Regions from separate parts of the Mus musculus genome. Here regions 1, 3 and 4 are each linked to region 2. A link is a contact called in public promoter capture Hi-C data. All regions are on one chromosome and are shown on one strand. The core of a region is the stretch at or near the end of the contact, and the rest is flanking DNA. Distances in the headings are between cores, read along the strand shown.

Region 1 (7,260 bases), core at 986-3,485, 2.9 Mb after region 2:
TTTTCTCAATTGAGGTTCTCATCCCAGAAGACCTTAGCATGTATCAGTTGACAGAAAACTTAACCAGCACAAGTACCGTATACCTTTTTCACAATTTATGTCTATAGTGGCTGAACCATATGGGGCCTTTGTGCCCTAACCTCAGAAAAGATGTGCTAATAGGGTGTTGTAAACTTCAAATTTGGGTAAGCTCCAGCGTCCAATGGAAAATACAGCACTGTCAGTGCTCTGAAATGTTACAGTCTGAACTCTCCTGTTTTTATTAGAGATTCTTACCTTGCCAGAGAAAGGTACTGTGAACCATTATTGGAAAACATGTCTAATCATAAGACACTACGTTCCCTAGTTGGCTGATACTCCTGAAAATACTATGATGCACTTAGATGTGGTCACAGTCTTCAATTTTAAAAATTCTGTGTAAATGAAATGCCAGAAGGTGGAGGTTCACAAGGAATGGTGTGACTAGTGTGGCCCACCTATGCTCTAATAAGAACAGTGCAAAATAACTTTCCCAAAATGATGGAGTCTGGAATTCTGAAAGTTAGCCTTTACTGTTGACATAGCCTGATAGTCAATTTGACAGAATCTAGAATCCCCCAAGGAAATAAATCTCTGGGCATGTCTGTGAAGAAGCTTCTAGATTGGGGTAATGAAGTTAGGAAAAAGCCACTCTTCTTTCTCATGGGCCTGGGGTACTGGACTGAATAAGAAGGCCAGCTAAGCAAGAGGATTCATCATGTGCTATTACCTGACTGTGGACAAAATGAACAGCTACTTAACACCCCTGTCGCCATGGCATGGCAGGAAAAGGCACTTGCTACCAAGATAATCTGGGTTTCATTCCTCGGGACCCAGATAGTGAAAGAAAAAACACTCTCCTATAAGATGTTTCCATGAGCACAGAGGTACATGCCACACACAATAGAAACATTAAAAAAAAAAAAACCTAAACAATAGGCTGCAGAGATGTCTCTGTGGTTTATGAGCAAGCAGTGCCCTCGGAGAGGGCCTGAGTTAAGTTCCCAGCACTCATGTCCATTGATTGACAGCTCCTGTTACTTCTGGCTCAATCTGGGGGCCAAAATAAACCTAGGGTTACTTTTATCATAACAGGAATAATAACAATCAGTTTTTGCAGCTTTTCTTGTTCCAAAGGACAAGTAACAAAACTGAAGCTGTCTTTATTTTGTTAGAGACTAGAATGTAAAATTCAATACAAAACGGAGTGGAGAGGTTTGCTCTGAGCACTGCTTAGGTTAAAGCAGCCCCCACCCACTCACTCTCACTGCCCAGATTTTAGTCAAGGTTGTTAGATTAGGATGGAGGCAAGTGGAAATAAAAGGGCAGATCTACCTCCACAGAAGTTCTGTCCTTTAATCAGAACAAGTGACACCAGTTTCTCCACGGGAGTGGAAGCTGCACAGGTGGTGCAGAGGGCCTGAAGTTCTATAGGACGGGAAAAAACCTCTGGGATATAAGATTTCACCTGCGGGTCGGTTCCCCTACAGTCTCAAAGTGCTAAATAAATACCAAGTTGGCATGCTGATCTTCTCAGAAGGCAAGGATTCTGACAGCCCACAGGTGTTATCTGTCAACTTTCGAATCAGGAGTTCCTTAGTCCACCTGAGGCTTTTTGGTCATTAAACCCTTTAAAGGAAAATCCTAAAATTCTGCACACAGAAGCCAAGACAATCTGGTGCACGCTAGACCAGCAGGCTACTCTGAACTATAGCTCTAGTCTTCAAAACGCTTTTTTCTTTCTCTCTTTTTTTTTCTTCTTCTTTTTTTTTTTTTTTTTGAGGCAGCTTTCACTATCGATTTCGTGGTTTGTTTTTGTTTTTTAAAGTCGCGTAGAATACGCCACAAGGTTGCGGTGGGCTAGGTGCGCGAGTACTGCCCCGAGATCCGTGGCTTGCGGAGCGGTGCGTGGGCTTCCCCGCTTGCTGAATGGCAGCCTCGATTTCCGCGGGGCCATAAGAGCCCCGCGGTTTCCGGACTCGAGCGCTAAACCAAAGCATCTTACCCACAGCTCTACCCGATAGTCTATTTTTGGCGACGCCCTCGTAGCATTTCCGGAACCTCAACCGGAAGCTGGGTATGCGGAAACTACAATCCTGTAACCGAGGCGGAGTCTCGCGAAGAAAAGCCAAGCCGCTCATTCTCCGCCCCCTCCACGCCCATCTCTCTACGTCACGGCCAGGCGGGCGTTAGTGTGCGCGTCGTGCGCATGCGCATGCGTTCTCGGCCAGTCTCGCCCCCGCGCAGGCGTCTTTCTGGCCAGTCGCGCGTGGGCTGAGGCCCTGGGCGGGCGTTGCGAAGACTTGTTTGCTTGAGTTTGGACCCTGCGACAGTTCTCATTTCCCTCCCGGTGGGGCTGGCGTACACCCGGAGCTGGAGAATGGGCAGCTAGACGCAGGCTAGGGAGCCTGTGGCTGCGGACATGAACTCGCCCGTGGACCCCGGCGCTCGGCAGGCACTGAGGAAGAAGCCGCCCGAGCGGACTCCTGAGGTAAGGCCGGGCACTGGCGAGCACTGCTCGGCCCCGACCTGGCCGTAGCCGCGCAGGGTGATGAGCACCTTTCCTGCCGCTTCCTGCCGGGGACTTCCTTGTACTTGTGATAAGAAAGCACCGTTACTGTTGACTGGCTTCTGAGTTTGTGTGTGCTCAGGTGGGCTGAAAAACAAGCTGGGAATAATGATGTGTAAGAGACAGTTCATACCATAGCCAGTGTGTGCTGTGCGTTCATCTCAGATACTGCACAATTGCCCCCAGAAGACAGGTTTCCAATGTCCGTATCAGACTCTGCGTCAGCCAGATAGTAGTAAGTCCCGTGGCGGGTGATGCGTGTCGAGTGGTTCCCTGGTGCTTTTTCAAACTTTCCGTGGGAAGTTTAAGATTATTTGTTAAGTTTTCTTGGTTTGAAGACGTTTCTATAATCTTAGTGGCTATGTGTATTATACCAAAATTAAAAAAAAAAAAAAGGAAAACCCAACAGCAATGTAAATGCAATGAGTCGTCTTGTTTGAAGTTGCAGTAACTGAAATGAAATGTTTTAATTTTTAGTCACGGGAGTTTCATACTTAGAGTTCTTTGCATAGAAAGTCTCAAACTTTGGGTAACACTCTGGGACATGACTTTGTTACAGCCATTATTGAAGTTGTGATGTGTCCAGCTTGCTTCCTGAAACCTTGATCTTTGCATAGTAACAAGGCACCTGCCCACCCCTTTCCAGGGGCTACTTTTTCCTACTTATAATTTATGAATCAGCTTTTCTGTGGTGATTACCATTGTAATGTGCATTTTAAGTTTTATTTACGAACATTATTTAGGTAATGAAGGAAAACCTTGTTTCTCTTCAGGTACCGAATTACTTAGTTTGAAATTGAGTCTTTTTAAGTAGAGGACGTTTTCTCAACTGTTGGGGAACTTATGCTTGGTCATGTGTGCTGTGTTGAGGACTTTTATCTTGTGTTACTGGAATAGCAACATTGTTGAAGGGAATATTAACTGCTTGGATTCATTGGCTGTATTTTTGAATGAGTGTAGAATTTAGGTTACTAATAAATCATTATCCAGAGTGCTAGTGATGCTTTATTTTGACAAAGAGTTCTATGAAATTCTCACAAGTTCGTTTCTGCTGTCAAAAGATTCTCGTAGTGGACTCCTAAGAGTCTGTTATAAATATATTAATTTGGTAATTATTCATTGCCAACCTGTTCAAGGCTCTATTTTGTACATTAGAAAATTTTAGTGGGCACAATAGACAGGTCCCTATAGTTCTTACATCCTGATGGATTAAGGAATTGAGAAGGTAGGTGATAAATATGCAACATGCTAGCTAATAATGGCTATTTCCAATAATAGGATAAGGAGAATTGGGGAAAGGGAAAATAAGCTATTTCCTAGGTAACTTGACTTGCTTGTTGAACGAAACTGGGTATCCCTGTGTAGCTCACAGCAACCTGGAACCATAACTTGTCGGCACTTTGCTTGTATGAAGATGGTAGTGACCCTCAAGGATCTGACTTGATGAACATTCTATTGATGCATACGAATGGGATTATGTGCAGAGTTTTATGAGGAAGAAAGCTTATGCAAATGGAGGAAATGGTCATTGCAAAGACCCTGTGATTAGAGTGTTCTGTTCATACATTCCAGGATTAACAGGGAACTCTTGAATAGTGGGCAATGAGCCAGAGTGGGTAGGAAGTCCTAGATAGTGCTGTAGGATAGGACACAGCATATAGGACTTTGTAAAATGTGAGGGTTGTTATTACTACTACTGCTACCACCACCACCACCACCACCACCACCACCACCACCACCACTACAACTACTTTTATCTGCAGTGAAATGGGTGAGCTACCATCTGAAGGTTTTGAAGCAGTGGAATGAAACTGTCTTGATAGATTTTCAAAAAGACTGGCTGTTATGTAGAGTGTAGACCAGGTGGAAACAAGGGTAGGAGCAGGAAGTTAGAAGCTATTGCATAAATGGGGTAAGAGATGATGATAGTTCAGACTAAAATGACAGCCATGGGGATTCTGAATAGCCATCAACTTCTGAAAATATTTTTAACCTTTAGCCAGGAGCCTTTGTTAATAACATAGACTAGGTATAGACTGAAGGATAAAGAAGAATTGAACATGGTTTCAGAGTTTGGGGTCTAAATTATGGAGTGTTGAAGTTGTTACCAAAGACAAGTTGAAGAGTTATCAAAGAAATGGCCTTGGATGTCACGAAGTGATACAATGCACACCTAGTGTCATGAGATCCTGGACTTCATCCTCAGCACCACAAAACAGAAATACAAGAGATTTACCAGAGCTGATTTTTGTGAGGGGGTAATATCACAAATTATGTTTTCAATATGTCTAATTTAAAATATCTGTTAGAAATGTTGGAGTAAACATTTAGCACATAAAAGCTATGTTTCTAAGAGAAGGCTGGACTAGAGAGTTAAAATTTATAGTCATCGGGTTGTAGATTGTTTTCAGTTGGGAGAATTATGAAATTATCAATATAGAGTGTATAGAGAATAGAAGAGGTAAAATTTACAGTCATTGGAATGTAGACATTTTCAGTTATAAGAATATATGAAATTAGGAATATAAAGAATATACATAGAAAATAGGGGTCACACATTATGATCCCAGCACCTGGGACTCTGAGGAGGAAAATTGCCATTGATTCCAGGCCTGCCTGGTATGAATGAGGATGGATGTGTTTGGGTATGACATGTCTTAGAAAAAAAATGTTAGAATAAATAGGTAGATTAAGAGACAGAGGGGTTGGAGAGAGAGCTCAGTGACTAAAAGCATTCACTGCTCTTCAGAGGTCCTGAGCTCAATTCTCACCAACCACATGGTGGCTCACAACCATCTATATTGAGATCTGATGCCTTCTTGTGGCATGCAGGCATATATGCATATAGAGCACTCATATACATAAAATACATAAATAAATCTTCAAAAAGCGAGACAGAAACAGACACATACACCCAGTGTATAGTGATATCATGGAAGCCAAGTTAATAAAAGTGCATGTTCTAGGAGTGTAGTTAGTTGTAGAGCATTTGTCTGTCACATATGAAGCCTTGGGCTCAATTCTCAGGGTAGGATTGGGGGATTCTATTTTTAAAAGCTAGGCATGATAACACATGTCTGGAATACCAGCATTTAGGAAGTGGAGGCTACAGCATTAAGAGTACCAGTCCAGTCTGGGCTACATAAGACCATGTTTCAAACAAACAAAAACCAAAGTTACAATGGAAGGGGATAATATTCCTGTGTTAAGCTTAATTTAGTTCCTTTTCCTTGAATATGTACTGAGTGCAAAGCATGTGAAAATATACAAATAGGCAACATTATGGTTTGAATTTCAAATCATCTCCCCCTATCCATACACACATATAGGCTTCTGTGTTTCAATACCTTGTCCCCAGCTGGTGGCAATGTTGTTGGGAGGTTGTGGAACCTTTGGAGCAGATGTGGGTCACTGGGGATAGGTCTTTCAGTCATAGTCCAGCCTTACTTCTAGTCCACGCTTGCTCTTTTCTTGTTAATCACCAAACATCTGAGGAGCTTTTGCCTCACTCTCTACCCTTCTTTACTCACAGCATAGATCCACCCACTTTAGCCATCCTGCATTCCCTGTGGTGGTGGACTGATAGCCCCTGAAAGTAGAAACCAGAATAAGTCTTTACTCCTTTTAAGATGCTTCTGTCAGGAAGCAAGTCAGAATGTAAATTGCTAATACAGCAGTGTGTTTGTTTTTGAGACAGGGTCTCACTGTGTAGCGTAGACTGTTCTCTAAATCATTATTATCTTTTTGTCTCAGCTTCTGAAGTTCTTGGATTATAAGTGTGTGCCACCAGGCCAAGTTTAGAATCAGTGTTTTTATAACTTTGTAATAAATCTTTGTGTACTAGACTCTGAAGTATGACATTTAGATAACTTTCTAAAAGTTTTTACTTCTCTAGCTCTTTGTCCTACTTTTGGGATCCAAGTTTCACAACAAATTGTCTTTCCTGAGCTCTCTGATTTCCTTTCCCATTTTTAAAAAGGATTTCTTATGGGAAAATGTGGGCTTAAGTACTGGTCTTGTAATTAAAAGTGTTCTAAAACCACAAAAGCTATTAAAGAGATATGGATTCAAGTAGAACACCTAACTAGCATGTGTGGGACCTGGACTTTAGCCCAGCCAAAAACAGGTACACAAGTCTATAGCACTAATATTCAGTCAACCTGAAAATAGTGGGTTATTTGAGCACACAAGTTTAAGTCTAACCCAGACAAAGTAGTTGAGACCATGACTCAAAAAAAAAAAAAAAAAAAAAAAAAAGGCTTTACTGTATTCCAAAATGTTTCCTGAGACTTCTAGTAGCTGTCATAGTGTCTTAGTATTCTGTATACTGTGTTATTTGCACAGGAACAGAATGGACTAATGATGTGTTTCTCAGAATTTTCTGTTACAAACTTAAGCTCACTTTTTATTAATAAATACTAGGTCAATCTTTCACATCTTAAATTAGAACCTTCAAAATGGCTTATAGGCCATTTTCATATTTATACATGGCCCATGTATTAATTCTGATACATATACAGAGATTTGAGATACTGTGCATCATGCCACATTCTCCATCTCTGCTTTGCACAGTATATATGTGGTATAATAACAGCCTCGGAATTTAGGGGTTTGTTTTGGTGATAGAGTCTATGTAGTCCAGACTGGCCTCACTTTCTGTATAGCCAGTACTG
Region 2 (7,085 bases), core at 709-3,208:
ACCCCTGACGATGGGTGGACAGCACGCAGAGCTTTCTAGAGGCTGACGCCCCAAACTCTCCCTTTCACCTCAGGCTGCCCTGGGCCATTCTTGGCCCATTACTGCCCCCGTGTGGACTCATACCTTGTATCCTTGCAAATGGACATGCAGAGCCATGGAGTGTCCTGTGCCAGCCTGAAGTGAGGACAGAGAGAATGAGTTGTTCAAGGTCCCAAGTGAGACGCTGGGGAGTGCCCTGCCTCAACAATGAGGCTCAAGGACTGAGAGGAGGCCTTGGTTCTCCCTACCAAGAAGGCCAGTTCTCTTTGTAATTATTTGTAAGTCAAATAATTCTGGAAGGGAGGTATCTGTTTATTGAGTCCTTGACTATCCTGTGTTCCATGCCGCTAAAGAAACCAACGAGATGACTGTCCCCATGGACAGATGGCTCTGAGGCTTGAGAGAAGCGACCTTACTAGATTCCCTGTCCTTAAAGCTTTGAGTTGTCACAGGATTGGGGGACACTCCTGGCATTCAGAAGACAGTCGAGGTTAGCATACACCTGAAATCCAGGACACTGGACACGCCCAGTAGTGAAGCTGCTCACTGTGAATGCCAGCTGAGGAAACCCTGCTCTGGATTCAAGGGTTGGGCAGGGGAATGATTGCTTGTTGGTTGAGACAGGGTCTCAATACATAACTTAGGCTGGTCCCAAAGTTGCAGCTCTGCCTCAGCTTCCCAAGTGCTGGGATTACAGGCTTGCACCACCATGCCCCCCACTACATCCAAGTCTTGTTCAGTCCCTTCCTCCTTTCAGCCTGTGCCTTCTTGGCCTCCAGGGTTGCCTTGAAAGGACAGATGCCAGAAAATGGAGAGAGGATGGGACCAAGGACAGGAAGGATAGGCCTTTTCTGAGCAGGAAGATGGACTTTTAGGTAGGTTTATGGTTAAAAACATGAAATACCGCTCAGTTGGGGAAGATGGAAGGGCTCTGTGACTGGGTTTTGGTGACAAGATGCAACATTGAGAATGTACTAATGCCACTGAATTGTATGTACCCTTCAAAATTGCTTGTTTTTTTATGTATATTTTACCACAATAAAAACAAACAAAAACCACAAGAATACAAAGCTGTTCTTTAATAAGTGCTGTAAGCATTTTGCAGTTTTCTAGGGAAGAAAAGAAATAAGCTACTGGAGAATGGGGCAGCGGGCTGGCATGTGAACAAGACTGCCCCAGTCTGCTGAGGGGCCTTCTCAGGCCTTTGTTCCAGGGTTCATCAAGACAGTCAGCTCCAGCGCTCAACCCATAAGGGAGTATCCCTTCTCTCCCACCTCCGGGACCACAGAGGTCTCTTGTCACTCAGTGTGCTAGGTAAGAGTTCAGGAGACCTTGTTTTAGTCCGGCCTCTGCAGCGGGCCTATTGTGTGCCTCGGAGCAAAGCCGTTCTTTTCTGGGCCTGTTTCCTGCACAGTACATAAGGTAGGACTCAGAAGTTTTCCAAACCTCTTCCTATCTGCCCACTGCAAAATTCTCTTCCTGTAGCGACATGTCAAGTTTATCCTGTCTAATCCTAGCAAGAATTTCTAGAGATCTCCGTGGTCTGCCCCAGCAGTGGCACCGAACTCTACAGCGCCATGCCAGGAAGGCCTTTGTCCTTCCAGGGTGCCAGTAATTTACCCTCACAGGGTGTCACGTTATCAGCGCAGAGACAGCAACCTGCTCGGGCGTGCCCCGCCGCAGTTTAGAGTCCCGCTCCACCTGGCGGTCTGGGGACACATTCCTGGGAGGGAAACCTCGGGCGTAGGAGAGAAGGGCGAAGTCCGACCATGGATCAGCGGAGAGTATCCGCCCGTGATGACGTGAACTGCAAGCTATCTCGCTTGCAAGTTCCGTAAACGCCCGGGAAGGGAGCTCCTGGGGGCGGGACCAGCACTGAAGCCCCACCCAGAGCTGACGTCGCGGGCGGAGGCGGAGCTAAGCGCGCAGCATCTGGGTACTGGCTGACCGCTCGGCGCCATGGCCGCGGACACGCGCGCCAAGGCCGTCACTCTGGACCTGAGACGTCGGCTGCTCAGGTACCGGGTGTGGGCTCCGAAAGCGCGTATAGCGCCCACCCCGAGTCCCTGATTTCCCCGCCTCCCTCAGCCTACTAGAAGCGGCCGTGAACCACCCCGCGACTCCGGGGCGTCCCCTGTCCCGTGGAGCGAGCTTTGCCCCTGGCAGCCACCTGCATAAGGAGCTGGGCCTGGCCTGGGGGGCAGTCATGTCACGGGCAGGGTTACAGGAAGTCTGCTCTTGGCCTGTGAGGAGTATCCTCGGTGCCACGTGGAGAGAAGCTTATGGTTGGAACTTAGGACTGGAGCTAGCCATTACTAACGGGGACAGCAAGGCCACTGGGTTGGCAAGGAATGTTAGGGGCTGAGATGCAGCTCCTAACAAGGGGGTTTTCTTCAGGAAGCCATTCCGAAGCCCTTTTCACTGGGACTGGAGGAGTCTCAGTGTGCAAGCAAAACTGAGAGGGCCACAAAGGCTTAGTTTTGTCTCAGAAACTTTCTGCTCCGTCCTGTTCACAGGAATGGGGAGGCAGGGAAGTTCCACCGTGCCCTGCAAGCTTTTGTCCATCCCAGAATCAGGAAGGAGTGAAGGGGGCTGTAATGAGTGGAGGTCAGTCTTCAGACAGGGTTGTCGATCCTTTGCCTGTCCCCACAGCTCTTCCTGCAGACTCTTTTTTCCTGAGGATCCTGTTAAGATTATCCGAGGCCAAGGGCAGTACCTGTACGATGAGCAAGGGCGAGAGTACCTGGACTGTATCAACAACGTGGCTCATGGTCAGTATGACGCCTCTCACCCTTGGTGAGACAGGGGAGGAGGCTGAGGCCATAGATCTGACTGATAGCCTGGGTTGAACAGAACTGAATCGGATGCTCAGGGGGGCACCCCAGTCTTTGTGAAAAGACTCCACACCATAGCTGTGCTAAACCAGGCAGGCCTGAGAGGTTCACATGCCAAGGTCCAAGCTGCACGTCCCACGTGGAACTCACATCAAACCAGGCATATATACAGTCCACCCATCCATGACCACAAATGTAGTGTGCTCATCTTGGCCTCGTGCAGGGTGCTGACAGCAGGCCTTCACCTCTATTGACTACTATAGGGGTAATAGGAAACTTTAGTATGAATTCAGCCAACTGGGCTACCACAGCTGTTAGAAGGCACATTGCAGGCAGGTAAGGGTTAAAACCCAGGACTCTCCCAGCACTCAGGGCACAGAGGCAGGGGGGTCTCCTGAGTTAACAGCCAGCCTGGCCTACGCCTACATAGCAAGTTTCAGGGACAACTAGGGCTTCACAGAGAGACCCTGTCTCAGGAGAAATGACTTAATCCTGGGCCTTTTTGGTAAACTCACTGCCCGGTGTTGTAGGTAATTGTGTTAATTATTGCTACCTTGCTTTGACCATGTTGGCACGTGAGCTCTAAGAATGCAGATGCCATGGCTGACCCTCTGACAGTGCCCCTCCAGCTGAGTCTCAAAATACCTCTCTAAAAACCTTTGTTTTCTAGATAGCATTTCTGACCCTCTTTTCCTTCTGCTGGACTCTCTTCTGGGCTCCCCCGCCCCATCATTAACTCCCCTCTTTCCACTTTGCCTTCGTTAACTTCGTCTCCCCTGGATGGGTTTGCAGATAGAGCGGAGGGGGCATCTGGTGGGGCTGGCTGGGTGACGTCGGCCACTTGATGCAGATGCCCCTCTTGCAGTTGGGCACTGCCACCCTACCGTGGTCCAAGCCGCACATGAACAGAACCTAGTGCTCAACACCAACAGCCGCTACCTGCATGACAACATCGTGGACTATGCCCAGAGGCTGTCGGAGACCCTGCCGGAGCAGCTCTCTGTGTTTTACTTCTTGAATTCTGGGTAAGTGAACAGCAGACAACATGCTGTTGAGAACAAGTTCAGAAAAGAGAATCATCCCTGTGGGTGCAGTGCAGAGAGCTTGGGAGCGTGGAGCCAACTTCATGGCGAGGCTCCTGGGCTTCTAGGTTGTAGATCCTAGAGCTCTTTCTGTTGGCTCCCATTTCTTCCTTTGTAGAGGACACCACCGCCTCCCTTCTAGGCACATTGGGACTTAGTGAAGTAATGGGTTTATTTATTCCTTGTGGATTCAGCCCTCAGGTGGCTCAGCAAGCTTACAGGACACCAAGTAATTCTTCAGAGAAATGTAAGATTACAGAGAACATCTAGTGGTTCCTCAGAGAAATATAAAAGTATGGCAGTGTCCTTTTCCGAAGCAAGAATACTAAATAATGAAGCCTAGAAGCAAGCAGCAGGGGACCTGACTTGACTGTGCCTCTGTGTAGATGCTAAGAGCTCCTGGGGAGGTAGCTAGGGGAGATGGAAGGAAGGAAGGGTGCTGTCACTTTGGGGAAAGTCTGCTTGTCCAGGTTGGTCACCACCTGGCACAGCCTGGGCAAAGGCCCTGTGGCATGAAGGGGCAAGGAATGTTGTCAAACCAAACAAAAGAGGAAAGAGTGAGCAGGTCCTGGGAAAGGGTCCAGGGCTACAGTCAAATGGAAGGAGCTGTTTTTATCTTCAGGCCACTAGAGGCCAGGCAGTGCTGGCAGACATTTTTAATCTCAGCAGAAGCAGGTGGGTCTCTGTTGAGTTCAAAGTCAGCCTGGTCTACAGAGGGAGTTTCAGGACACATAAAGAAACCCTGTCTCAGGAAACAAAAACAATGAAACACTAGAAAGCTCCTGGTTGGTTTTGTTTCTCCCTCGTGCTGATAAGTGTTTGATGTGTATCTTTGCCATGTGTCAGTGTTTGCCTGCACGTGTATCTATCCATCATGTCCATGTCTGATGCCCAGGGAGGCCAGAAGGTGGATTCGGATCTCCTGGAACTGCAGCTATAGGCAGTTGCGGGCTGCAGCGTGGGGACTGAAAACAGGTCCTATAGAAGAAAGAGCAGCCAGTGCTCTTAACAGCTCAGCCATCTCTCCAGCCCACCCCCACCTCCCCTGCCCTCATGAAAGGCTTTAATCAGGAAGGTGATGTTACAGGATGGGAGGGCAAGTGTTGGGAACGGGCATGGGGAGTGGCAGTGATGACAGAATTGGGAGGAAGGTCATCACGTCTGAGTCTGAAAGACCATCCCAACAAGTAGCATTTGGGTTACAGTAACAAGCTCAGACACCACTGCCACTTGGTCTTCAGTCTCCTGAAGAACTTCAAAGTAGAACTTACCTTTTTCATTTCACAGATAAGAAAGCAAACCAACTTGATAGAAGCCCTTACCTAGTGTGCAAAAGCTTTTCCATCCCTAGTACCACGGTATAAAAAGCGAGAGAGGGGAGAAAGAGGAGAGAAGGCTAGGAGACAGAAGAGGCTCCTAGGCTGGAACCTCTTGTAGAGAAAAGGGACCTGGGCACACACAGGTAAGGCGGTGCCTGCTGGCTGCCTTCCTCCAGCAAGTTCCTTCCGTGTGGATTCCAGTGACTTCACAATGTCCTGTGGCCTCTCTGCTCCCTTCCCTGTTTCTCAGCAGTGTGACAGATGCTTTCTCCTCTTGCTTCCAGGCTCTGGTGTCTGGCCACTCTTCCCCTGCTCTGTGGGGCAGGTCCCACTGTTTCCCCCTGTGGTCTCATCTGTCTGCTTAGAATAAATGTCATCCATGTGCTGACTTAAAATTCTGTATCACAGCCCAGATGGCTCCAGAGTTAACAGTAGTGGCTGCTTTTCCAGAGGATCCAGGTTTGATTCCCAGAACTTACCTGCCACTCACAACTCTAGATCTATAACTACAGATCCAAAGAATCCAATGGGCACCCTCATAGACACCAGGCACACATACAGGCAAAATACCCACACATATAAAATACATTTTTTAAAAATAATTTTCTTTTAAAGATTTATTTATTATATGTAAGTACACTGTAGCTGTCTTTAGACACCCCAGAAGAGGGCATCAGATCTCATTATGGATGGTTGTGAGCCACCATGCTGTTGCTGGGACTTGAACTTAGGACCTTCAGAAGAGCAGTCAGTGTTCTTACCCGCTATGCCATCTCTCCAACCCCATAAAATACATTTTTTAATTGAAATAAAGAGGTGGGGAGGCTGCAAAGACGGCTCAGTGTTTAAGAACACTTGGGTGTTCTTGCAGAAGACCCAAATTCAGTTGCCAGCACACCCATTATCAGATGGCTCACAAGAATCTCCTGTAACTCTACCTCAGTGCCCTCTTCTGGCCTCCTTTGGCACTGCACAAAACACACACACACACACATACTTCACATAAAAATAAAAGATTTTTTTAAACCCCAGATGCAGAATCTGATGCCCTCTTCTGGTGTGTCTGAAATCAGCAACAGTGTGTTCATATAAATAAAAATAAATCTTTGCTGGGCAGTGGTGGCACACGCCTTTAATCCCAGGACTTGGGAGGCAGAGGCAGGCGATTTCTGAGTTTGAGGCCAGCTTGGTCTACAGAGTGAGTCCCAGGACAGCCAGGGCTACACAGAGAAACCCTGTCTCAAAACACAAATGGGGCAGGAGAGGTGGCTCGGCAGTTAAGAGCACTGACTGCTCTTCCAGAGGTCCTGAATTCAATTCTCAGCAACCACATTGTGGCTCACAACCACCGGTAATGATATCTGACGCCCTCTTCTGGTGTGTCTGAAGACAGTGACAGTGTACTCATATACATTAATAAATCTTTAAAAACAAAACAAAACAGATGCTTACAGTGTGTTCCGCTTAAGGTTCTAAGTAAAACTCTGGCATCTGACAGTCATTTCCAACTTCACATACTCAAAAACAACCAAGAATTGCTTTCTCCTGAACATGTTGGCACACACCTTTAATCCCAGCACTTTGGAGGCAGAGGCAGGCAGATCTCTTGAGAGTTCAAAGCCAGCCTGCTCTATATAGTGAGTTCTAGACCTGGCAGGGAAACAGTGAAACCATATCCAAAAAAAATTAAAATAAAATAAAATAAATGTTAAAATAAAGAACTGCCTTCTAACAATGCTTATGTGAGCTCTCAGTACTGGTTTACCCTGGTGCCCTACTCTCCCGCACACACATACACACACCATCCACGT
Region 3 (7,446 bases), core at 4,239-6,738, 2.3 Mb after region 2:
TCTGTATGCATGTGAATATATGAATGTGTGACTACATACATGGAGACTAGAGGAGTATGTTGCGTGTCCTGATATACTCCTTTAAGACAGGGTCTTTCACTGAATAATGTAGCCATGCCTGGCTTTCCTCTCTCCCTCTCTTCCCCTTTCCCCCCACCATCTTTTAAGACTGGGAGTCTGTGTAGCACTGGTTATCCTAGAACTCACTCTGTATACCAGGATGGCCTTGAACTCAGAGACCTGCCTACCTCTGCCTCCTGAGTGTTAGGATTAAAGGTGTGCTCCACCATTGCCTGGCTGCACGGTGTGTATGTGTGTGTGTGTAAAAGGCATATATGTGTTTAGGTAAGTGTATGCTTGTCTCTGCAGATGGAAGAAGGTATTGGATCCTCTGGAGCTCTATTAACAGTTGGTTGTGAATTATCCATGGGTACTAGAAACTGAATTCAGGTGAGCACAAAGTGCTCTTTACCACTTAGAAATCTCTTCAGCCCTATCCTTCTTTCCTTTCTTCCTTTCTTCTTTTAATATGGGAGCTGGGATCCAATGTCAGATCTTTATCTGTGCAGCAAGCACTTACTCACTTAGACATCTCTCCAGCTCAAAGAAGTACATCTTTTGGCTTTATATGTAATGAGAATTGCTTTTCAACTGTGTGAAGAAAGGGGGTAGGGCAGAAGAGGGGGCGGTGTAGTCTCCAGGGACTAAATGTTCTTATATCGGTGAACTAGTTGGAAAAGTGATAGGATTTGTGCTCAACATGCAAAAGTCTTCCATGCAATGTACCTACTGTGTTTGCATCAGTGACCAAGCATACGAGCAGGTATCAGTTAGTAATAAAGGCATTCATTTCTAAAATATTTTGTTTTGCTTTCCACTACAATTAATGATGAATCCTAGTTGTGAGAGTTTGTAGTCCCATCACTTAGGAGCTAGAGGCAGGAAGATCACTTGTCATCAGCCAAGGCAGTGCAGCAAGACTCAATATCCAGAATAAAGTTGAAAAAAAAAAAAAAAACAAACCAATAGTGGATTCTTACCTCAGGACTCTCAGAAAAAGAATAATATTTGCTATCAAAGCCTATTGTGCCCACAGTGCCCTGAGCAGAGGAATGATCTGGGAATCATAGGATGTATGATTTCTCTTTTGTTTATCAGTTAGTTCTTAAGCCTTCTAGAAAGGTTCATAATTTATTCCCTCACCATTTCAATAAGAAAGTTCTGATAAAAGATCTTCCTTATCAATGGATCAATGGATAAAAGGGCCACCATCCTTCAACGTTATCATTTCCTATAGGTTTAGGCACCAGGCCTAGCTGCCCAAAGCCCAGATGATCCTACACTTCAATCTTTAGAATAAATTCTTTTCTTTGTTCTATGACTCCTGACTTTGTGTCACTATCAGAACTCTGACCCAGGGTGATGGGTCTGAGCAAGAGAGGGACTCAGTCTGATTGCTTCCTGCCAGCTGTGTCTACTACAGCTGTGCATGCCCAAGGGACCAGGTTTGTTTGGCTACTTTGGTTTGCCATGAAACTGCAAAGGCAAAAAATGAGGGTCTGTGATTCTCCAGAGGGGGGTGGGGGGAGGGAGGGAGGTGGGAGGTGGGAGGTGGGGATGGGAATGCAGATGGGGTGAGGGTGGATGGCTAGCACAGGCAGGCAGTCAGTCAGGTCCTGACTCCAGGTGTCTCTGGCCTCTATATTTCAGAGTCATGACAGCCCAATCACCTAGGGTGCTAGGAATTTTCATCCAGGTGGGTTGTGAATAACAGTGGGAAGGAATTCCCATTTTCCAAGATGATCTAGGCAAGAGACAAGACTGATGAAAAACCTAGTCTAGTTGGGCGTGGTGGCTCACGCCTTTAAACCCAGCACTTGGGAGGCAGAAGCAGGCGGATTTCTAAGTTTGAGGCCAGCCTAGTCTACAAAGTGAGTTCCAGGACAGCCAGGGCTACACAGAGAAACCCTGTCTCAAAAAACATAAAACAAAACAAACAAACAAAAAAGAAAAACCTAGTCTAGAACAACAGAGAGTGATTTGGAGAACTGCCAATGCCTAGGTAAGAGACTTATGGAAAGCAGAGACACAGTGTAGGACAATTCAGAGACACGTCAGACCACAGCTGAAGGAGTCCTACATCATAGGCACCAGAAAGCTATAACGAAAACTTGGCTGAGTTTCCGTGAAACCACAGAGCAGGTGACCCAGAAACCTAAGAAATCACCCAGGTTCTCAGAGGAAGGAGTAGTCCTGGATTCATAAGATGATGCGGTGGGACTGAGGATTCTAGGTGTGTGCCTGGGATGAGCAAGGAGCAAGAAGAGGGACTAGCCTACAAGCATATAGCTCACCAAACTTTCCTGAAACAGGGACACACAAGCTCTTTGACCTTCTAAGAAGGGTCTCTTTCTTTTGTCCAATCCCACTGCCTGGTTTTGGACACACACAAACAGCCAAGCTACAGTCAGTGGGGTGGAGAATCACATTTCCCTTAAACATTCCAGCCAATCTGGTGGCTCAAGTTTCTCTTTTGTTTATCAGTTAGTTCTTAAGCCTTCTAAAAAGGTTCATAATTTATTCCCTCACCATTTCAATAAGAAAGTTCTGGTAAAAGATCTTCCTTATCCAGGATCTGGTCAAGATGCAGGGAGACACAGAAACCTAATCTATTGCAAGCATGTAGTTCACTTTCTGTATGTAATTTATCTTGAAAGAGAAAAAAGTCAGCCTTCTATCAAAAGAAGAAAAGAAAGAAAGACAAGAGGAATCAATTAACAGTGTACTTAAAAGACCTCTATCCTTGATTTGGGGCAGAGGGCAAGTTTAGAGACATTTATTTAGAAGGCAGGGAGCTGACTAGCTGCAGTTGTCAGCAGACCAGGTCTGGGTTGAAAGAAAACAGATCTTGGAAAAAGTCATCAGAGTGTTAATGCAGCAGCTTTCAACAATGTCTGTTCATCTGAGTGGAAAAGCCTTGAACTTCAAGACAGGCATTCCAGTATTTCCAAAGAAAAGAGCCAAGTAAAGTATTAAACTTGCCTCCTGCAAAAACTGCTGACCTGTAAGTAGGTGAAAGGGCATATAACTCTTACGAAACTGCTAAGATAGCTCAATAGCATCCAGATCCATTGAAAAAAAATAAATAAACACTGACATTAGTTATGCAGTAGGTCAAAAAGAATCTGGACTTTTGCTGATCAGCCAGCCTCTGGGGAGCTGAATAGTACTGCTTTCACCCTCAGCAGCGAGCAAGACGACAGTGAAGTAGGGGCAAATGACTAGAGAAAGCCCAGCACTCTCAAGGTCAGGGTAAAAATTAAAGACACGACAGGAAGCTGCTTCAGATTTCAACTGCCCCTTTTTTGGGCAGCCAAAGCAGATTTCAGGAATTGATGTGTCAACCCCAACAGCCTCTGCCATCACTTGCTTCCAAGCACTTATGAGTTTGGAGCTTAAGATGTAGAACAATTGACAATCCCTTCTCTGTGGACTCAGGGGTCAAAAGCACTTTACTATCTCAGTAAATACATTTTTTGTTGTTGTTTTGTTTTTCAAAATAGAGAACTTCCCTATGTAGCCCAGGCTGTCCTAGAACTCAACTCTGTAGACCAGGCTGGCCTCCAACTCCTAGAGTTCTTCCTGCCTCTGCCTCCTGAGTGCTCAGACTAAAGGAGTGTGCTCCATCACTGACCAGGCCCTTTTTTGTTAGGTAGTGATACCTGATCCTGGCACGATGTCACTTAAGTTAAAAATCCCCAATGGAGCTCAGATTTCATTCTTACTACTTATGTAGTAGGTAAGCACAGGTTTGAACACATCTAACCACAAACTCCCAAAGGAAACAGACAGTGACTCTTGTGGGGATACTCTCTGACTCTACTCTTGAAGAATGATATATACCTGAGAGCCCCTGTAAGGAGGGAAGCTCAGTCTATACCTCCAAGAGTCTTAAATGCCAAACAGGTACTCCTAGCTTCTCCCTACTGCTCCTGAAACCATTTCTTGATGTTGGATCTAGACCTAAGGGCTAACTAAACTCACCAAGAAACTATCTCCAACTGGCCAATCCCAATCCCTGATACTCAATGAACCAGTTGCTCAATAGTATCACAGAAGATTCTTCTCATATTCTGCATATTCAATACTGCTGAGCCTCCAGGAAACTACAGTTGGTGCCCAAGTCCCCAAACACATCCACATGCACCATTAAATGGCCTGCCACACCCCCAGCAGAGTGACTGAGAAATGTCAAAGTCACCCAAGAATAAAGTGCAAGGGGATGAGGAATTAGGTTTCCATCGCTTTTCAGAGTAACCTTACATGCCTTACCGAACCTCTCCAGTGATCTTGTCCCAGAATACTGTGGAAAAGACTCCATACCAACAAGTCACCCTGGATAGATCTGCAGACACATGGGTCCTTAAGAAGTAACAATCCATCGCGGGCAAATGGAAAACAGTTTCTCCTGGGGCATGGCAAGCCTTCATTTTGGGATGAGGACAGGTGAGGGAAGAAAGAATAACTCCAGAAAAGGTAGAGAGTTTGGAACACACGTTTCTTTAACTTTAAAAAGTTCTGCAAAGAGTCTTTCCTTTCTGAACAGAGGCTAAAACTGTGGCCTCTTCTCTGGAGCAAGTCTGAATCCGGCCCCTCTGAATCACATCACTACCTCGAGAAAGTCCCACCCCTCAGGGTCTCAGGGCATCTCCTAAGGGGCAGAACCTTCTGGACTCTATCTTCAATGGGACCCTATGGACGGATGGTCTGCCAGACACTTGTCCCCTGAGGGGCGTACTATGGCTAGAAGTCATCTCATAAAATGTTCCTGGGCCACCTGACTGGAGGATGCTCATCAGCCTGTGCGTTGGACGAAGGGCTACAACCGTCGCCGCGATGTCACCAGACCCTGATAGGGGGGCTGTCACCTACCTCTGTCACGATGGTGGACAGGAAGACGTCCTTGTCGTACTCCCAGCCATCCAGGCAGCTCTCCTGCTCCAGCTGCTCCAGGTCCACGTCCCGCCCCGGCTCCAGCCCTAGCTCAGAGAAGTTGGCGATGGTGGCCAGTCGGTAGCGGCGGCATTTCTGAGGCACCTGTCGTCCGTCCTTCGTCTCCAACGGGATACTGTGGTTGCGCCACGCGCTGCTCAGGTTCACGGTGTGAGGCACAAGGCAACGGTGCTCCGGGGTCCCCGCCAGGAACACGATGGACATACCATTGAAGCCATTGGGGATGATGCTGGCGCTGAGCAGGAAGAAGATGAGGCGCTGGAAGGGCCCCCACTCGCCTAGGAAGGCGGTCACCTCGTCGTAGTCCCGCATGCCGTCCTCAGCCTCCCACAGCGCCCGTATGGGAATAAGGGGACACCGTGGCGCGGGAGACGGGGCGCTGAGAGCCTCTGCGTGCAAGGCTCGTGAGTTCCCACCGACGCCTCCGACTCGGCCACCGCCAACTTTACATAGGGCCTGAGGGCGGGGCGGGCTCTGGGCATGGGCCTGGGCCGCAAGGCCCGCCCCGCCGTCCCGGCTCTGAGGCGCGGCGCGGCGCGGCACGGCGGGGGCGGGGCAGGGGCCTGAGTGACGCACAGTGGGCGCCGGCCATCGGCCGCGCGTGCGCCTGAGGCGGAGCCGAGCTAGGACTCAGAACTAGCTGGGCGGTACAGAAGGCGGGGCTGAACCGGGCTTCAGAACTGTCAGCGAGGGAGGGGTGTGGCTTCATTCGACCACGCCTCCATAGTCTCTACGGGGCCCGGGTTGGGTGAACACTTCTAGTTCCGCCCAGACTGGAAGACTGAGGCGGGGCGTCTGTGAGCCACGCCCCTAACAGGTCCGCTCTAGGGGGCGGAATTGGGTCTTTTCAGGACACTTCCTGGAGCAGGTTCCCAGGGTGCCCTTCTCTTGAGGGAAAGGGTGACTTTGAAAAGTTTGTGTCCAAGGCCATCCTGGGAAGACCATTCTGGGTGTTCAATGGAAAGAGGCTTAGAATTTAAGCAGTAAACAGCCCACCTTCTCAAATTTTTGTTGTGGTTGAGAGATATTGTGAACCTCGGAGAGTCTCATTGACAACGACAGCCTTTGTTGCAGTTTTTCCTGGAAAGACTGCCATCTTTTGTGGCTGCGGAGATAGCTCAGCTAGGACTCTCTTTAAGAGTCCAGATTGCTCCTCCAGAGGACCTTGGCTTGCTTCCTAAAAGGCATAGGGCAGCTCACAGGCCCAGTAGGCATGCACTCGGCACATTAGACAAAACAGACTTGCAGGCAAAACACTCATACACATAAAATAAAATAATAGTTATATATATTTACATATAATATATACATATATTAAAAAGGGGTGGATTTTGAGACTGGTGATGAGAAAGGTGGCAATGAATTTTAATTCCCAGACTATTATGTTCTTAAATTATTTTGTTGTCTTTTGATTTAAGAAATAGTAAAATTTTGACTTCAAGATTAAGGATCTTAGTGTAGGATTAATCTCTCAGATTTGTAATTTTTACAATTAATGCAGGAGCCAACTTGTTAAAAAACCAAAACAAAAACTTACCAGAGTTTGTGGCAAAGGACCTTAATCAAGTCTGGTCTTTATAGCCAGTTCCAGGTTCTCAAATAAACAACAACAACAAACTTTACCATGAAACCCATTATTTTGTCCTAGTAATATATTCTAAAAACCAACAACACCCAAAAACAAAACAAAAAACAAAAAACCGACCAGCAACTGTATGATTCTGAAGCAACACTGTCTAATAAAATAAGAAGTTACCCTTATAATTTTATCTATATTTATTTTTTTGAGATGAGTTTTGCTATATTGCCCTGGCTTGCTCAGTAGCTTTGACCTCAACTGACCAACCGTGCTCCTCAGCATTGCGGTGGAACAGGCAAACATTGTAACTACAATTGCTTTAGTAGCTGTTAGTAACTTTTCTGGTTACAGAGACAAAGCAACTTAAGCGGAAAGGGTTTGTTCGGCTCAGTAGTCAGAGGGTGGAGTCAGTCACTCCCGGAAGGCTGGGTGGCAGGAGTCTGCTTGTCACAGTCGCCTCATTCAGGAAGCCAGGAGAGAGAAATGCTGGCGCTCAGCTTGCTTTCTCTCCTCTTACTTAGTCCTGAACCAAAGGCCATGGAACAGATGCTGCCACTCTGAGGGTCACTCTTCCCACTCCAGCTAACGAGATCTAGAAGCTTCCTCACAGACACCTAGAGGTTTCTCTCTTAGGTGATTCTAGACCCTGTCAAGTTGACAACAATAATTGTCACAGCCATATTAATAAAATGTCCAGATCTAGTAAATAAAAATTTTACGTGGTCAGATTCAAGTTTTGCATAAAGAACTAACAATCTGAATTATAGTTATGTATTGGCATATGCAGGGACATGTGAGGTTGAGATATAAGTGGCTGCCCTGTGTTCTTCCTCCCTGGCAGTGCTCATAGTAGA
Region 4 (7,914 bases), core at 1,404-3,903, 2.1 Mb after region 2:
TTGTGTCATCTTGTCAAAAATATGACAAGCTGGCTTTGTTCATCTGAGACAGGGTCTCATATAGCCCAGTCTGGCCTCGCTCTCCTGGTCCTCTTGCCTCTATTTCTAGAGTGCTGGATTACAGGCATGCTGCGGCATACCAAGCTTACATGAAAGTTTAAAGTCACATTTAATGATGCTACTTAAACGACTTACAGGTGATTGGTTAAATAAACAAGGGCTGGAGGCAGATGCAAGTCAATCTCTGTTCATTCAGGGTCAGCCTGGTTCACATAGTCTCAGGTCAGCCAGGACTATACAGTCAGACTTTGTATTAAAGCAAGTAACAACAACCCTGCAGGACATGAACTCAACGAAGCATTAACAGAAACTAAAACCAGCAAGTGTGTATATGCATTAACAGATGCACAGCACACCACCTACTTAATTTGTATAATAAACAAAATTCTGATACACTAAAATATAAATGTGAAAGTGTAATTATAGATACACAAAGACATGGTTTTACAAGCACAGAAAGAATTTAACAATAAACACTTACCTTAATGGGATTCTGCGGCACTACATAAATTCACATTCTTGTTGCATATAGATATGCAAAACATATTTATATGTAAAACATCACAATCCAAACAAGGCATTCCAAAGATTTACATCACGGTAGACTATGGTGAAAAACTAAAAGCAATCTAACTGCAAATAATACTGCAACTATTAATGATTTTATATAGCATCACAAATTTCAACTAAAAGACTCCAGCTAAATTAAAAAAAAAAAAGTCTAAAGATTGAAACATCCCATACACCAAGATTAAGAAATCATTATAGTGGTTTTGCTTTCTTCTTCAAAACTTCCTTTTATTATTTGTTATTATTATTAGAGGTGTGTGTGTGTGTGTGTGTGTGTGTGTGTATGTGTGTATGTACACGCGAATGTCTGTGCATGACACAAGGTCAGAGAACTCATTGTGGAGTCAATTCTCCCCTCACCCTTCTTAAGTTTGACCCTGGCGTGACCAGCAAATGTGTTTACCTGCTCTTGTCAGCCCTATTGTGCTTTAATAACTTCACACTGTATGACAGTGCTCTGGGGGGAAAACCCCGAAATGTACCATTAGATAGGACTATGATCTCTGCTGGGTTAAACAGTACATAGGAAAATAAAAATGCCAACAATGGTTATCACTGGGTGCGTCCACTGCAGGTGACCATCTTCTCTGCATACTTTCCACTCTAAGGTCCTCTACAATAAGCAACCACTACTTTTAGAATTATAAAAATTTAATTCTTAAAATACAAAACTTTACAGACACCATTACCTTGGGATCATGAACAAATGTATTTCCTTTGGTTCCAGGAGGGAAATCTCCAGTACAAATATACTTTAGACATTCAATGATGGTCTAAAAAAAGAGCAAGTTGTGTGTTATTTAGTGATGAGAACCACAGTAGTTTATGACAAATATTCATTCACAGCCAGGTGTGGAGGTGTGTATCTACAATTCTAGCATTTGGTGGACAAGAAGATCAGGTCAGCCTAAGCTATGTGGGATGCTGTGTCCAAAATAAATAAATTAAATAATAGCAAAAAATATGTATACATGTAGCTAGTGATTATAAGCGCTTTATTATGTCTTCCTTCCAGGAGATCAAGGCTAAGAACAGACCTGGTACAATGTCAAGTAACATTTCCACATAAAAGTCCACCTCCTGACATTCAACATCCAAGTTGGTATTTCTGGCTATCTTGCAACTTATTGTGTAGATCAAACTGGCCTCAAACTCATAGAAATGGGCATGTCTCTGCCAATCTAGGATTAAACGAGTGTGTCACAACGCATTGCCCAAATCTTCAGAAGTAATAAAATAATTTTCCAGCGTTAGGGCTACTCTATCAGCTTCATGTCCACAATAAGTCTTTTTTTTTCCATCGTTATGTTTTACCAGTAGACATGTTTTGCAACTCTAGGTTACCTATCTCTCATATTTAAAAAAAAAGCTTTTTGGAGGGGCTTTTGGGAGGTCCCAGTTGGGCACAGGTAGGTGGCGAGAGTCTGCTACGCTTCCGGAACTAGGGGGCGGGGCTGGGAAGCAGGGGCGCAGCCGGCCTTCCCCGGGAACGAGATGCCAGAGCGGAGCGCACGCGTGGGCTTCCGACACTCCGAGTTGCTGGGCCGGACCGGCTCTGAGGTCCCCGAGGCCCACGCAGCGCGCAGGGCGACGCCCTAAACACCTTCTGGGGCCCTCGCCTCAGGACTTACCGTCTTCCCCGCCCCATTGGGTCCAACCAAAATTGTGAGGGGGCTGAAGAAAGAGATAATCTGCTTATCTTTATCCTCTATCCCAAAACTTCGCACGCCCAGAATGCTCATCTTTTCGATCCGGGACATGTTTGCACCACGTTCCTTTACTCAGTGCCAGGGGCGAGTTTTAACCTCAAGGCGGAAGCTGGGCAAGCCGGGAAGGAACGCCGCGAGAGGACCCAAAAGTTCCGAACACGCGCTGCGAGCAGGAGCTCCGGTGGCGAGAGCACTTCCGGCCCCGCGGGCTTCGGTTTCCCGGGAGGGCGCGGGCCGGTTAGGGTCTGCACAGCCCAGAAAAGCCAAGCGAGCCAGCAACCGTAAGCTCGCACATTCCCGCCTCGCACGACCTGGGGTCACGTGGGGGCGGGCGCGTACTTGTCCACGCCTCTCGCACGCCCGGGGCATGCCGGGAAGTGGGAGTCCTAAGCAACACGAGCAGGACGAGTAGCTGTTGTCTTTTAGAAGTTGGGCAGGGAGGCAGCTGCCACCTATCACTGTTTGCTTTGACGTTTTGAGATCGGGTCTAGCTCTGTAGGCTCGAACTTGCGATTCTCCTGCCTCAGTCTTCCAAGCGTCGCTATTACAGAGCCTCCTAGCCCATCTTAAGTAGCGAAGACCATACTTTACGTCCACATTTGGATCCCTGGACCGCATGGGTAGGCTGGGGTGCAGTCGGAGACCCCAGTTAGTGGTTTGTTAATGACATCTACTGTACGGACAGTACTGTTTAACAGCGTTTTTCACTGTCACTTTTTATTATTATTATTATTTTTTTTTTTTTTTTTGGTTTTTCACTTTATAGTGGCGAGTAGTTTCTCTTGATCACGTGACTGTGGTGCTGCCATTACAATAGACTGCACTCTTGTATATATTTTTCCTTTAGAATAAATCAGTTTTCATTTCTACTAAGCTGTAAATGTTGCTAGTTAATGCTTACATAGGCTTGTGTTGAGATCCTTGCAGAGCTAATGGTTTTGTGAGCTGGAGAGGTGGCTCAGTGGTTAAGAGCACTTGCTCTTGCAGATTGTCGGGGTTCAATTCCCAGCACCCACATGGTGGCCCCAACCATCTGTAATTCCAGTTCCAGGGGATCTAACACCCTCTTCTGACCTCCCTGAGTTCCAGGCATAGACATGCTGTAATACATGCAGGCAATACACAAAGTATATATGTGTGTGTAGGCTTTTTTTAAAGTTTTGCCACTGAACTATTAGTAACATATACAATGCCTCCACCCTCAGCAGTATTTAAAAGTGCAAAAGGAGTTTAAGACCAAAAGTTTGTGGACCCAAAACCAGATGCTGTTCCAAGACAGGGTTCTTATAAGTAGGAAGAAAGTCCGCTCCTGTCAACAAGGTCACAAGGTAGGAATTAGGTAGAAAGGGGCTGGCTATGGAGGCTCAAACCTGTAATTCCTGCACTCAGGTGAGTGACTGAGGCAGGAGGATGCCTTTCACTGTTAAGTGTGGACTAAGAGTGAGACCCTGTCTCATACAAAAATAAAAGGCTGGCCTGGCGTGCCCAGCCCTGATTCATAGATCAACAGCACAACTCTTGGACCTAGGCTCACAGAACATGTCAGAAGAGGGGGTGAAGAGATTGTAAGAACCAGAGGTCCAGGAAACCTGTGAGATTGTGTCTCCTAGAAATGACAGAAAATTTCACACATGATACCATAGCAATATGGCTGCCTAAACAAGACCTGAACAAGGACAGCATCAGTAGACATGCTGACATGGAAAGGGAGCCCATAGAGAACTACAATGGAATTAACTGCTGAGAAGAGAAGAGGTGGTCTTTTCTGGGGAGGAGTTGGTTATCCAATACCAAGTGGTTAGCCCTGAAATCATATGTGTACAAGTAACACTAACTGGCTCGGTAGGTTGTTTGTGTGTGTGTAAAATAACAAAGAGGCCATGAATTTGAGAGAGAGTAAAGGGGAGACAGAACATGAGAGGGCTGAAGGGAGAAAAGGGAAGGGGGAAATGATATAATTACATTTTAATTTTTCCATTGTCATTTTGTGACGTGTAATCTTGGCAGCCAGGAACTCATTATGTAGACCAAGCTGGCTTCAAACTGAGAGAGCCACCTACCTCTGACTCTCAAGTGCTGGGATCAAAGGTGTGAGCCACCACACTTGGCTTCATGCTTTAATTTTTTTTTTTTCAAGAAAAAGAAGAAGCCAGACAGACCTGGTGAGACAAGCCTGTAATCCCTGTTCTAGGGAAGCTGAGGCAGGAGGATCATTGCACATTCCTGTGGGGAGCCGCCCTCACATTCGCCGTTACAAGATGGCGCTGACAGCTGTGTTCTAAGTGGTAAACATAATCTGCACACGTGCAGGGGCAGTTTTCCCGCCATGTGTTCTGCCTTTCTCGTGATGACAACTGGGCCGATGGGCTGCAGCCAATCAGGGAGTAATACGTCCTAGGCGGAGGATAATTCTCCTTAAAAGGGACGGGGTTTTGCCATTTTCTCTCTCTTGCTCTTGTTCTTTTTCTTGTTCTTTTTCTTGCTCTTTTGCTTTCTTGTTCTTGTTCTTTTTCTTGCTCTCTTGCACTCTTGCGTTTTTGCACTCTTGCTCTGGCTCTTGCTTTTGCCCTTTGCACTCTAGCGCTCTTGCGCTCTGGCTCCTAAAGATGTAAGCAATAGAGCTCTTGCTCTCTTGCACTCTTGCTCCTGAAGATGTAAGCAATAAAGTTTTGCCGCAGAAGATTCTGGTTTGCTGCGTCTTTCCTGGCCGGTCGAGAACGCGTGTAAGACATTCCAAGTTAGCCACAGCTACAATGAGACCTTGTCTCAAAAAACAAAAAGTGAAGGGAATTTGAGGGACTCAGGAAATTCTGAATGTAAACCTTGAAATCAGGAGACAAAAATGCTTATTAAACAATATTTCTATAATGATAATGCTTTTAATTTAAGAAGAATTTTGAGGGCTGGAGAGATGGCTCAGTGGTTAAGAGCACTGACTGTTCTTCTGAAGGTCCTGAGTTCAGATCCCAGCAACCACATGATGGCTCACAAACATCCGTAAGGAGATCTGACGCTCTCTTCTGGAGTGTCTGAAGACAGCAACAGTGTACTTACGTATAATAAATATGTAATAAATCTTAAAGAAGGCGGAGAAGGAGGAGGAGAATTTTGAGATTCATATGTGAATATTAGTAGCATGGTATTTAAAAATATGAACTTATATGTATGTGTGTGGTTATGTGCACATGTTGGGAGCTAAAGAGTGTGTTGGGTCCCTGATGTGGATGCTAGGAACTGAATTCTGGACCACTCTGATACTCTGGGAAAACAGCATGTGAACCTCTCGTAAGTATGCACAAAGCACACGTTTTGAAAAAAAACAGTTCAGAACAAAATAGTTAACTGAAAAAAAATAATGGATATGTCATGGTAGTTACATTCTGTCACACACACACACAATTCTACCTTGTAATAGTAAAGGTTTTCTAGTCAAAATGACCAAAAAAGAAAAAATTATGGCTCAAAGTTCCAATCAGCCAAGTCCCCAATTCTCGGTAAAGTACTTCTGGAAAACGTTTGGTTTTACCTGAACCAAAATTAATGTGATGAAAAGCTAAGCTGCCACGAGATGCTATCTTATGTCCACAGGAACCTATGCATCTTTCTAATGCTTTCTGATCGCTTGTCTCCATTAACACAGTCTGGTAACTGAGCTAACTCTTGGCTAGTCTTCGTTCTGTTTTCTTTGTCATTTATGTTGAGTATCTTTTGAAAACAGATGGCAAATATCTTTGATACAGTTTTATGCTATGTGTCTTTTTTGTTTGTTTGTTCATTTGTTTGTTTTTCTCTGTGCAGTCCTGGCTGTCCTAGAACTCACTCTGTAGACGAGGCTGGCCTCGAACTCAGAAATCTTCCTGCCTCAGCCTCCCAAGTGCTGGGATTAGCTATGAGTCTTTTTAATAGGTGAGTTAGTTAACTTGTCTGGTCAATTTGGAATTTCCTATCTCATATTGTTCATGTATGTGTGTGTGTGTGTGTGTGTGTGTGTGTGTGTGTGTTTGGTTTTTTTTTTTTTTTTTCACTCTTTCTAGGGTTTTTTTTTCCTAGATTGATTGAACGTTTTTATTCTTTTAGTACCTGAGTTAGAAAAAAATGTTCCCATTATTTTAGAAATTCTACTTAAAATTTTTACGTGGCTGTTTTGACATTCAAAGTTAATCTATGCTATGATGCACAAAAGCTATGATGCACGATTCCTATCACCTTATCCATCATAGAGCTCTTTTTAATTCTTGTTCACAGTGAGCTAAGTACACACACTGCTACTTGGGTTTACCAGCAGTTATCAAACGGTTATCAAACACCAGCTATCAAATAGTAACTACTACTGCTTACATCACCCTCTTCCTTCAGACATCTGTCATTCATTACATGAGCAAAACTCTTAAAAATTTGTGCTGGGGACTAGGGATATCACTAGGTTGCTAGAGTGCTTGTATCACCACATAAATCAGATGTGATATGCGTACATGTAATTCCACCCCAGGAGGCAAAAGCAGGGTCAGGAGTTCAGGGTCAGCCTTGGCTACATAATGAGTAACCAGCTTGGACTATATGTTGTAGTAGTAAGCCGGCCCTCGGCCTACATGAACCGGGTATCCCTGGAAGGCAGGCTGGGGCTGAAAGAGAGAGACTAGACGGTGAGAGAAATAATGAGGCCAAGACAATTTTTTCTCTGATCAAGGCCCAAGAGTTTACTAAGAGACTCTGCTTATAAAGGGGGAAAGCCCATCACACCAGTCCATCCTTGGTGCTTTGTCGCCATGCTGTCAGCACTTGGTCGCCAGGCTGTTGCTTATTCAGGAATGTCTCAGGAAGACAGTTGTCACTTCAAAAGAAGCCAGCCAAGTCGGAAAGCTGCACCACAGGTGGCCCCACCTCAGTGGCAACAAGGTCTGCACCAGCTCACTTCAGGCTGGGGGAGGCTACAATATGTAGCCTTGTCAAAAACAAAAAACAACCCAGTGTTAGTGGATTTTATATTACTGTTATTTCTGTGAAATGTGTTATGAATTATGAAATATTAAGAATATAAGGGGGGGGCTGGTGAGATGGCTCAGTGGGTAAGAGCACCCGACTGCTCTTCCGAAGGTCCGAAGTTCAGGTCCCAGCAACCACATGGTGGCTCACAACCACCCGTAATGAGATCTAATGCCCTCTTCTGGAGTGTCTGAAGACAGCTACAGTGTACTTACATATAATAAATAAATCTTAAAAAAAAAAAAAAAAAGAATATAAGGGAGCCGAGCGTGGTGGTGCATGCCTTTAATCCCAGGACTTGGGAGGCAAAGGCAGGCGGATTTCTGAGTTTGAGACCAGCCTGGTCTACAGAGTGAGTTCCAAGACAGCCAGGGCTACACAGAGAAACCCTGTCTCAAAAAAAAAAAAAAATACAAGGGAGGAAAATGAATAAAAAAAAGTATAACAGTGTGTGTGTGTGTGTGTGTGTGTGTGTGTGTGTGTGCGCGCACGCGCGCGTGTGCATGCTAAGACAACACCCTTTACTTGTATGCTAACTTTAAAAACATCAAAGATACAAGAGATTTCTTTATGCACTGGATATTTTTAGAGG

What was found. Promoter capture Hi-C pulls out the DNA fragments that hold promoters and counts their contacts.
Region 1: a contact with region 2 is called in a promoter capture Hi-C map of pre-B cells, with 3 times the contacts expected there. The contact joins the promoter of Rapgef6 here to the promoter of Phykpl in region 2. A contact is called at or near these places in 2 of 39 promoter capture datasets (liver and pre-B cells).
Region 3: a contact with region 2 is called in a promoter capture Hi-C map of liver, with 3 times the contacts expected there. The contact joins the promoter of Slc22a5 here to the promoter of Phykpl in region 2. A contact is called at or near these places in 2 of 39 promoter capture datasets (liver and pre-B cells).
Region 4: a promoter capture Hi-C map of liver shows a contact between it and region 2, with 6 times the contacts expected there. The contact joins the promoter of Rad50 here to the promoter of Phykpl in region 2. A contact is called at or near these places in 2 of 39 promoter capture datasets (both in liver).

What each region holds. Positions count from the first base shown.
Region 1 is chr11:54,520,610-54,527,869 of GRCm38.p6, forward strand. It overlaps Rapgef6 (Rap guanine nucleotide exchange factor (GEF) 6), which reads left to right and starts at 2,236. Exons shown (of 29, transcript NM_001252494.1): 1 at 2,236-2,509. The coding sequence starts at 2,441.
Region 2 is chr11:51,582,823-51,589,907 of GRCm38.p6, forward strand. Phykpl (5-phosphohydroxy-L-lysine phospholyase) reads left to right here and starts at 1,959. Exons shown (of 13, transcript NM_028398.3): 1 at 1,959-2,057; 2 at 2,692-2,810; 3 at 3,739-3,898. The coding sequence starts at 1,999. It overlaps Col23a1 (collagen, type XXIII, alpha 1), which reads left to right. Exons shown (of 29, transcript NM_153393.2): 29 at 1-1,103.
Region 3 is chr11:53,886,215-53,893,660 of GRCm38.p6, forward strand. Slc22a5 (solute carrier family 22 (organic cation transporter), member 5) reads right to left here and starts at 5,489. Exons shown (of 10, transcript NM_011396.3): 1 at 4,933-5,489. The coding sequence starts at 5,325.
Region 4 is chr11:53,704,666-53,712,579 of GRCm38.p6, forward strand. It overlaps Rad50 (RAD50 double strand break repair protein), which reads right to left and starts at 2,654. Exons shown (of 25, transcript NM_009012.2): 1 at 2,262-2,654; 2 at 1,320-1,403. The coding sequence starts at 2,390.